Linked DNA regions of Zea mays: regions 2 and 3 are each linked to region 1. A link is a contact called in public Hi-C data. All regions are on one chromosome and are shown on one strand. The core of a region is the stretch at or near the end of the contact, and the rest is flanking DNA. Distances in the headings are between cores, read along the strand shown. Region 1 holds the start of LOC100217241. Region 2 holds the start of LOC100272284. Region 3 holds the start of LOC100278146 (Protein SMG7).

Region 1 (2,821 bases), core at 117-2,616:
GCAATTTTTGCCCACAACATTAGCTGTATATAAATAGAAATTCAAACTTCAAAATTTGGTAACATTAAGCATATTGCTACAGTATACACAAGATTGTAGATAAAAGACAGTCAGTACATTCATATTCATATCAATGAACAGATACATGCAGCAGCATTTCTCTTGCATAGCACCATGTAAAGGGCACCACCAACCTGAATGAATGGATAGTCCTGCAAATACTCCCTGGTGTAGTTAGTAGAAGCAGGCCAATATGGACCACAGAATAGCACCCGGGTAAGAGCGCCGTGTCCATTCCTCTCACTTGGATCACCCATTTTTGAATACTGACCTGTAGCGATGAGCTATGTAGTCAAAATAAATATAATGAATTGTCTAGAATCACAGATACCACTTGTCTCCAAGAGACTCAAAATTATCACGAGAATAACAATATGTCAAAGATATCCATCCATCAATTAGACTTCCAAAATAACTAATTGCTTCCAAACAATTTAACAGAAACAGAACAATCCTTCTATAAAGACAATCGGAGTGATGTATATCATAGCCGAATTTCCAGAAAGCAACAATCATATTGGATTGAACATACTGATGCTAATGCCATGTAAACAGTAATTTCATTTAGAGCAGTTGTTCCTTAGCTAGCATGATCATTTTGGCTTCTGCCTTATACTGATTAAAGTTTCAACTCGTGAATGAAGTAAAATCATGTCAGGCAAGAGTTAAGAAAGAGATGGAAGGAACAAATCTAGAGCCAGTGCAGGAGGGAGAGAAGAATGTTTACTGGCTCCAACATAGATTGATTGAGCAACCAATACACCCACTCTCCTCTGCAACTCACAGTTTTAATTGCTACTCGCTGTGCTCTGCATTAGTTACTAGCACAACACAAACTAATCTGAACCTGCTGACAGCAATATAAACTCTATCAACAGGAATGTGCAAGGTCAACCTCAGCTCAGTGTATGTGTATTTATTAGTTATGTATTTCCTCGTCAGAGAACCCAATCCGATACGGTTTCATCGGCCCAGTACAATTCATCACAAAAGAAAGAAGAAAAAAATCAGCATCCGAGCACCTACACAGCCCGAAACGAAACAAGCACCTGGCAATCCGGCTCTTGCAACTGCAGCCAAAGGGTTGTAAATCAGGGGACGCCCGTGCAGGACAGCAGCGGCAGGGCAAAAGGATGGGAAGCGCCAGGGTCTGAGAAAGAGGGGAAGGTGGGGGACGGTACCTTGGGAGGAGGAAGGAGAGTGCAGCCGGTGGTGTGCGGCGGCGTGACGGGGCAGTGTTAGGAGGAGCAAGGAGGTGGGATGGCGGCCGAGTCTGCCAACTATTGCTCCGGCCATAAAGGGAAGCGTTGATTGGTGGCGTCAGCTGGCAAGGTGCCGGCGGCGGAATCCTTAGGCGGTTAGGCAGTGTTTGGTAAGGACTAATTTTTAGGCCCCATATTTGGTTGACGCATTAGAACCAATAGTTAATTGCTAAAATTAAATAAGACATCTAAATAGACTAGCTAACAGTTCAGCTATTAGTTACTTTTAGTAAACTAGCTACTAGTTAGTTAGCTAATTCAATTAGCAATTTTTAGTCAACTAACTATTAGGTCTAGTGCATTCAAACACTCCTTAGTCTCTAAATTATTAAACATATAGAATAAGACTGTCTCCAACGACGTTCCCTAAATTTCATCGTTTAAAGGAATATTCTCTGTCCTTTACAGCTCACTCTAAAAGATTTCATCCTCTATATTTTCAACATCTTCAGCAACATCCTCTAAAATCGGTCCTCTATATCTACAGTATTAACAGATTTCACAATACACGTTGTTTTTTATCGATCTTAAAAAACAGTTCATAGCGAAATTACATATTGATTTTATTGGGAAACAATATTAGTTTATATTGAGGCAAATAATTACCAGACGTCTATATTATAAGTTTTTGTTAGTCGTCTACGCAATAAAAAAATCATTTGTAGCATGCCAAAAATGATTTAGGAACTAGTTTAGATAATTACATTTTCTAACCTACATTACTAATTGTTTTTCCTAATGAAGCGTACGGCTCCAGGAGTTAAAGCGCCAGAGAGATAAAAAATCATTTGTAGCATGCCAAAAAATCATTTGTAGCATGCCAAAAATGACGCAACGCAAAATCGTTCGCAGATGCAAAATATTTTTATATTGAAATTATTAAATATGTTAACAGATGCAAAATCGTTCGCAGACGCAACGCAAAAATCGTTCGCAGATGGAGAAGCATCGTCTCTGGCGCCGCATCCCAACACAGCTCCTCCCAGCCGAGGTCCTCCGCGACGAGCTTCTCCTCAGCCAAGCTCCTATACGCCGGCGAGCTTTTCCACGTCGTCGTAGCAATGGCCTGCGTTGGTGCTTCTTCTCTCTGGCTGAGCTCCTCCCCCGCTCCGCGCCCGCGCAACCGACGTCCTCTATCACCTCTGCGCTCTGTGCCCGCGCAGCCGACGACCGAGGTCCACCGTGTATATAGCTTTAGCGGACGAACAGGAATCCGCTATCTTTAGCGGAGGAAGAAGCACCCCTAAATTTTACCGGAGCCTTTAGCGTTTATTGCTGGAGGGTATAGAGGACGTAAGAAACGCTATATTTAGCGGACATGTTGCTTTACAGTGCCTTGTTGGAGACAGCCTAAGGGCTACTTTGAAAACCTCAAAACCCTTCGGAATTGGAGGTGATTGAGGTGGAAATAAACTAATTTTCTCTCCAATCCCCTTCAATCACGAAGTGGGTTTGAGTTTCCAAACTAGCCCTAAGGTCCTTTTTGTTTCTCTCCTAGA
Region 2 (2,821 bases), core at 147-2,646, 810 kb before region 1:
ATACTGCGATTTGGGGAAAAAATAACATAAGACAATCTGTTTATCATAACTACTGGCAAGTATAGGAGCACATAAATAAACACCACTGTCTTCTCATGGGATATGCGCGACCCCCATAAGAAAGGGACTGACTAATGGATGTGGACTGCTGCCAAAGCACTATAAGCCGCCAATTCGGTGTCACTCATGGGTCCCGAGGAGCTAGAACCTTAAAAGGGCTGGCAGAATAAATGGCCAGTACCTGCTTGTTAGACTTTACGAGCTGAGAAAGCAGCACGAGGGAAAGGGACGTATTTGTCATGTCCAAACTGTTTCACACGGGGCAATAAGAGCTTCATTAGAAGCGACAGTTTGTTTCAGTTTTCTCCTGTGGTACGGTAGGCAGTAAAATTTGCAACATGTTGAGGCCCTCTCTCTCTCTCTCTGAATGGATGATTAAACTGCTTCTAGTAGCAAGAAAGGTTGACAAGGTCATGCAACTTCCAAGAAGATGGTCCTAGCTGTCTTTATTTGGTTTCTTCTGAACTACCAATGAGGAGTACGATGTTACATACCACAATATTTATATAATCCCAGTACAGTACGTGACCAATCTATGATTGCGGAAAGGCATATCGTTAAGTTTATTTAAGAGCCTTGGAAATATCAGCATCCAAACAAGGCCATGACAACCCAATGGCCGCGAGACACAGGTTGTATTTCAATCTGTGCGATTCACAGTTGAACTCCTATATATTTTTTTTCTAAATTGAGATGCGGGTGATTCAGACTCGGTTATGAGAATGAGAACGAAATTGCACTCTCTCTTTTCTTTTTCAATCCCTATCAATTTGTCGGAGAACGATCGAAAACTGCGACCGCCGAATGAACATATATCAGAGGAAGAGCAGAAATGAACAAAGGCCGCCCATCACGTGCTTAATTTCTTTATCTAGTATATACGCCTTCTAAAAGGCTCGGTAAATTTCGCTGAAAAAAAGGGGGAGAATCCAGATGCGATCAATCAACCGAGCAAATTCCGCTGAAAACAAGCAACCACGAGCGTCTCACCTTGGGCCTCGAAACTCTCGCGACTGGAGCGGTCGCCGTCGACGTCGCCGCCGCGCCGGCCGGCCCGCCTTCCAGACGGCGTGCGGCCGATGCTCCCCGCCGAAGACGACGACTCGGAAGCCGACCGGCTCAGCTGGTCCGTCTCCTCCCCGCGCTTGAAGGCCGACCTGAGCAGCCTTTGCATCTTGCCCCCGCCACCCTTGGCCGGGGGCGGCGCCGGGTGGGCTTCGAGATCCAACGGCGCCAGGGCCGGCGGCTCCGGATGGTCGCTCGGCATGAGCATGAGCAGAGCTCGACGACTGGCTCTTGGCGCTGCCGGTGGCGCGTGAGGAAATGGAGGGGAGACAAGAGCAGAGAAAGGCGATGGTGCAGTGCACACACCGGTGGGTGGTTTATTTGTATATACGGAATGGAAGCCTTGGGCAGTTGGGTTGGGCTGTGTTTCCACTGTACTGTGCTACTCCAACAGCATAATGGCCCTGGCTGAAACTGAATAATGGTATTTATTTTTCCCTCCACTTATATTATATGTTGTTTTAGATTCTTGTTGGCCAAGTTTTATTTGAACCTTTGACCATCAATATGTCTTCACAATATTTCGTTACCTTTGTTTAAAAATGACAGTCACATGGTAAATTTCCCATTTAGGGTTGATTTGGTGATCCGGGATCCCGGGAGGATCGGAGGGGATTGAGGGGGAAATTAGTTCATTTCCCCCTCAATCCCCTCCGATCCTTTCGGGATCCCCTTGTCACCAAATTAGCTCTTATAGTCTAGTGTAGGTGCGGATGTCTGTTGACTGTGGACGTGCCATGAAAGAGATAGAGGGTAACGACCAGACAGACAACAACAAGCCAACGACTAACGAGTAGAGCGAGCGCTAGACATCAGGCATCTAGGGTTAAGACACAGGATACAGACTGAGACGAGGCCAGTGTCATGGTGCGCGTGTATCGAATGAAGACATTTAATCTTTTACCATCTATATAGATGATACTAAATTAGCAGTCACTGACAACTGATTGTTAATGTATCATTTTTTGACATCTATCTCGTAAAGTTGTAAAAAATAGATTGTCCTGTTAGATGCATGTGTGTGTATCGAATGAAGACATTTAATCTTTTACCATCTATATGGATGATACTAAATTACTAGTCACTTACAACTGATTGTTAATATATCATTTTTGTGTCATCCATATTGTAAAGATGTAAAAAATAGATTGTCTAACATGTTTTGGGTTGTAGAACGAAACATCTAGGCTAGCTTGAAGAGCTACTCCTACGCTTTTAACCCACGATGGGGCGGGGCTGCAGCCCCCCTTCCTTTGCATCCGCCCCTGCATAAATATTTCTTGCATAGACAATATACATGATCGTTTATAGTATGTTGATAGTCCAATTAAAAAAAATTGCTGACAATCAACATGTATATACTACTTTGAATAAAAAAGCAATTTGGTCTCACTTTAACCCTACTATGCTAGTAACCAATGCATTTTATCCTGTGGATAAACATGCATGATTCGGTATGAAAAAATTGACACCTCCCAAGGCACGTACGTACGGATGCTATTGCAGTGGCCCAGCAAAAGGACTCCTTTTGACATTCCAAGAGTTCCCTGTTCAGAATCCCTACGTTTGCGTCTCCAACCGGCCGATCAACACAGCTAGCTAGAGCTAGTTTGGGAGCCATGAAACCGAAGATGATTCAATTCAGTTTTGAATAAGAAGGCGAAATCTGCTGTCTAGCTAAGGGCGACTTCCAAAC
Region 3 (2,821 bases), core at 139-2,638, 720 kb before region 1:
TGATTTAATTCTCTTGACTCGATCTGGGTTAGTGTTGCTCTTCCCACTCTGAGATGCAAGTGAGCTAGCTGCACTAATGTTCCTCCTGAAGTCCTCAATTCTTTTGTAATGCAACTGCCATAGGAGATACTCTACATCTCTCTGTTCAGAGAGGTCGTGATCTATGAGAATTATCTTCTCAAAGTTGTCACGCATCTGAAGCCATATGTTGGGATCTGATGGGACTTTGGATTGTGCGGACTTACGAAGCTGGTCTTCAAGTTCATTATTCTGCATAATAACATTGCAATGTCACAACTTTATCATTATGCTTTGCGTAAACATGATTATCAATTGCATTTCCTTGCCACATGGGAGAACCCAGAATACTAGCAAAGCTTGACTTATATCTGATGAACAATTAGCTCAGGGTATTCTTCTTTCTTAAGCAATTTATCAAGTAAACGAATTAGCCTATGTAAAGACATATAAACTATCCCAACTGCTCCAGAATCCACAGTACCCGACGATTAACATAAAACAAGCAGCGCCAGGCATCCAAAAAAACGTGAAAAGGCCAGGGGCATAGCGGAAACTATGGATCAAAAACCCATAGTGTCGACCAGTAGTATAACATCCTAAGGAACAAGAGGAACTAATAGCCTTTACCCTAGTAAGGAGACGCTCGGCAAGGTCCCGCGTGGAGGATGGGGCTGCGCTAGCACTATCCATGGGAACAGTCATCATCCATCAACAGTACACGAGTTTCAGCACCTGCAGCCAAATTACGAGCCCATGAGTCACCGACGAAAAGCAAACATCGCGCCAGAAAAGTACCAATCCAATCTCGAAAGCGAGTATCCGAGTCCCGACCCGAGCAAACGAAACCCTAATCCCCCTCCTAGACGCGTAGAAGGATGAATCTACGCGCCCGGCTACGATCCCCGGCGACCAGCAACAAATCCGCGGATCTCCTCAAATCCCGGTCAACCCGAGGCGGGTGACCGCGAAATCTCGGCTCAAAATCCACGGTTCCGCACCGGGAAAACTCGCGATCGGGTCCAAGAGGAGGACGAATCCAAGGAAATCGCGAGTTCTGGGGAGGAATTCGTACCTGCGCGTTGCTTGCTATCGCGACGCGAGCGAGTGGGGAGGGGAATTTGGGGGCAGATGGCAGAGCGAGGGAAAGAGGAAGAGGAGGAGGAGGAGGAGGAGGCGATTTCCTTGTTTGTTTGTCGTCGTCGCCGTGTTGGGATTGGACTCCCTCGGCGACGGAGAAATTTAACTTTTTGTCATTATAAAAAAACATCAACTCTGATTATTACTTTTATGACTGTCTTTATAGAGAGGAGTTTGAACTAATGGTTGGCCATTTTTTTGCACGCCGCGCCCGTCACGCCGAAGCCCAATCAGCACGTAGACGTGAAATGACGACGCTGCCCCTCCTGGTTCTAGACCCCTAGGGATTACAATGCAAGATTGCATGGACAGTTCTGTGGACCGGGTTCATAGCTCATTGCTCGGCTGGCTGTTCGATTCGGCGTAGAATAGCCAGCTCCACGCACGCGCCACGCCCTCAGCCCGGCCAGCTTGTTACTCCATCTGCTACTTCACCAGAGCCCCAGGAAGAGTTGTTGTTGGACGTGGCACAGGAGCAGCCACAGTGGCGCCGAGTGGGCGTGTGTGTCGCGCCAACTGTAGAGTGAGCGGCCTAGAGTGGAAGTGAGCCCAGTAGCTGTGTGGCTGTGGCCGTGGGCCGTGTAGTTGTGTTTGTGCCTCTTGTGAGGGGTATAAAAAAATGAGAATACAATCCTGTCCTCCTACCTCCTCTTCCCTCTCTATCTTCCTCCTTCCCATTCTTCCTCCTTACTAGTTAGGTACCCGTGCGTTGCGACGGCTCATAAATTCTCACAAATTACAAATCTAAATGTCATAGCCCAATACATACATGTTAGGTGTGTTTATATGCCATGGAAAAATCATTTCTATTTTTGCACATTGTCTCAAAACTCTAAAAAGCTATAACAAAAGAACATATCATAGTGTTCATGAAAAAAGGACACGTTGCGGACGGTAAATAAATTTGTTCATTTTGAAGCTATAGAAAGATGCATTTATTTATCATTTTGAAGCTATAGAAAGATGCAAAGTACATGGTAAAAGCCATTCTATGTGAAGAATGTGAAGGTTTCGTGTACTTCGATCTGCATTTGGAGCAATGTATTTGCCACCATCTCTATCCAGATCAAATTACAGCGTGAACTCAGTGCAATCATTAATCTGGCAAGCAAGTATTAATAAACATGACAATATCAACAAAAAAGTAAGTGTTAATTTTTTTATTTAGACTGATTGTAATTACTGCACACATCAAGCGTCCCCTAAAGTACATGAACAATACAACTAATTGAACAAAGTGAAAGTTATAAGAACAAATCTTAATCGTGGTATCTCTCATATAATCGTATTCAGAGCGCTTCAGCTGGAGTTGCAAAAGATGGGGGAATCAAGGAAAAGAATGTCCTTCCTCGCATCCTGCGATATCAAGATTGAATCCAGTCATGAGATACCGTAAAAAATAAACTATAGAAAAAGGTTATCATAACTTACAAACTTCCTTCATCAGTCTGTAAAAAAAGAACAGGAAGTAAAGGAATATCACATGCACCCTACATGTTCACCATATGGCTATACCGTGCAATAATTTAGTTGTTTCCTATCTTAGTAAATGAATACATTGAAGCTCACAAATAACATAAATATCTTGATCAATAGACCAACTCTATTTGGTTTTCATCTTAACAAACAACAAGATGGTTTGTTACCTGCAGACCATGATTCT

The links. Hi-C and Micro-C count contacts between places; a contact is called where the count stands out from the background.
Region 2: a contact with region 1 is called in a Hi-C map of endosperm, with 2.6 times the contacts expected there. The contact joins the promoter of LOC100272284 here to the promoter of LOC100217241 in region 1. A contact is called at or near these places in 2 of 25 Hi-C or Micro-C datasets (endosperm and tassel).
Region 3: a contact with region 1 is called in a Hi-C map of leaf, with 4 times the contacts expected there. The contact joins the promoter of LOC100278146 here to the promoter of LOC100217241 in region 1. A contact is called at or near these places in 3 of 25 Hi-C or Micro-C datasets (ear, leaf and tassel).

Annotation. Positions count from the first base shown.
Region 1 is chr2:175,474,146-175,476,966 of Zm-B73-REFERENCE-NAM-5.0, reverse strand. It overlaps LOC100217241, which reads right to left and starts at 1,366. Exons shown (of 10, transcript NM_001143596.1): 1 at 1,242-1,366; 2 at 195-331. The coding sequence starts at 1,356.
Region 2 is chr2:176,287,481-176,290,301 of Zm-B73-REFERENCE-NAM-5.0, reverse strand. LOC100272284 reads right to left here and starts at 1,396. Exons shown (of 2, transcript NM_001146771.1): 1 at 1,051-1,396. The coding sequence starts at 1,333.
Region 3 is chr2:176,195,703-176,198,523 of Zm-B73-REFERENCE-NAM-5.0, reverse strand. It overlaps LOC100278146 (Protein SMG7), which reads right to left and starts at 1,388. Exons shown (of 8, transcript XM_008671874.4): 1 at 1,094-1,388; 2 at 649-753; 3 at 1-270. The coding sequence starts at 726.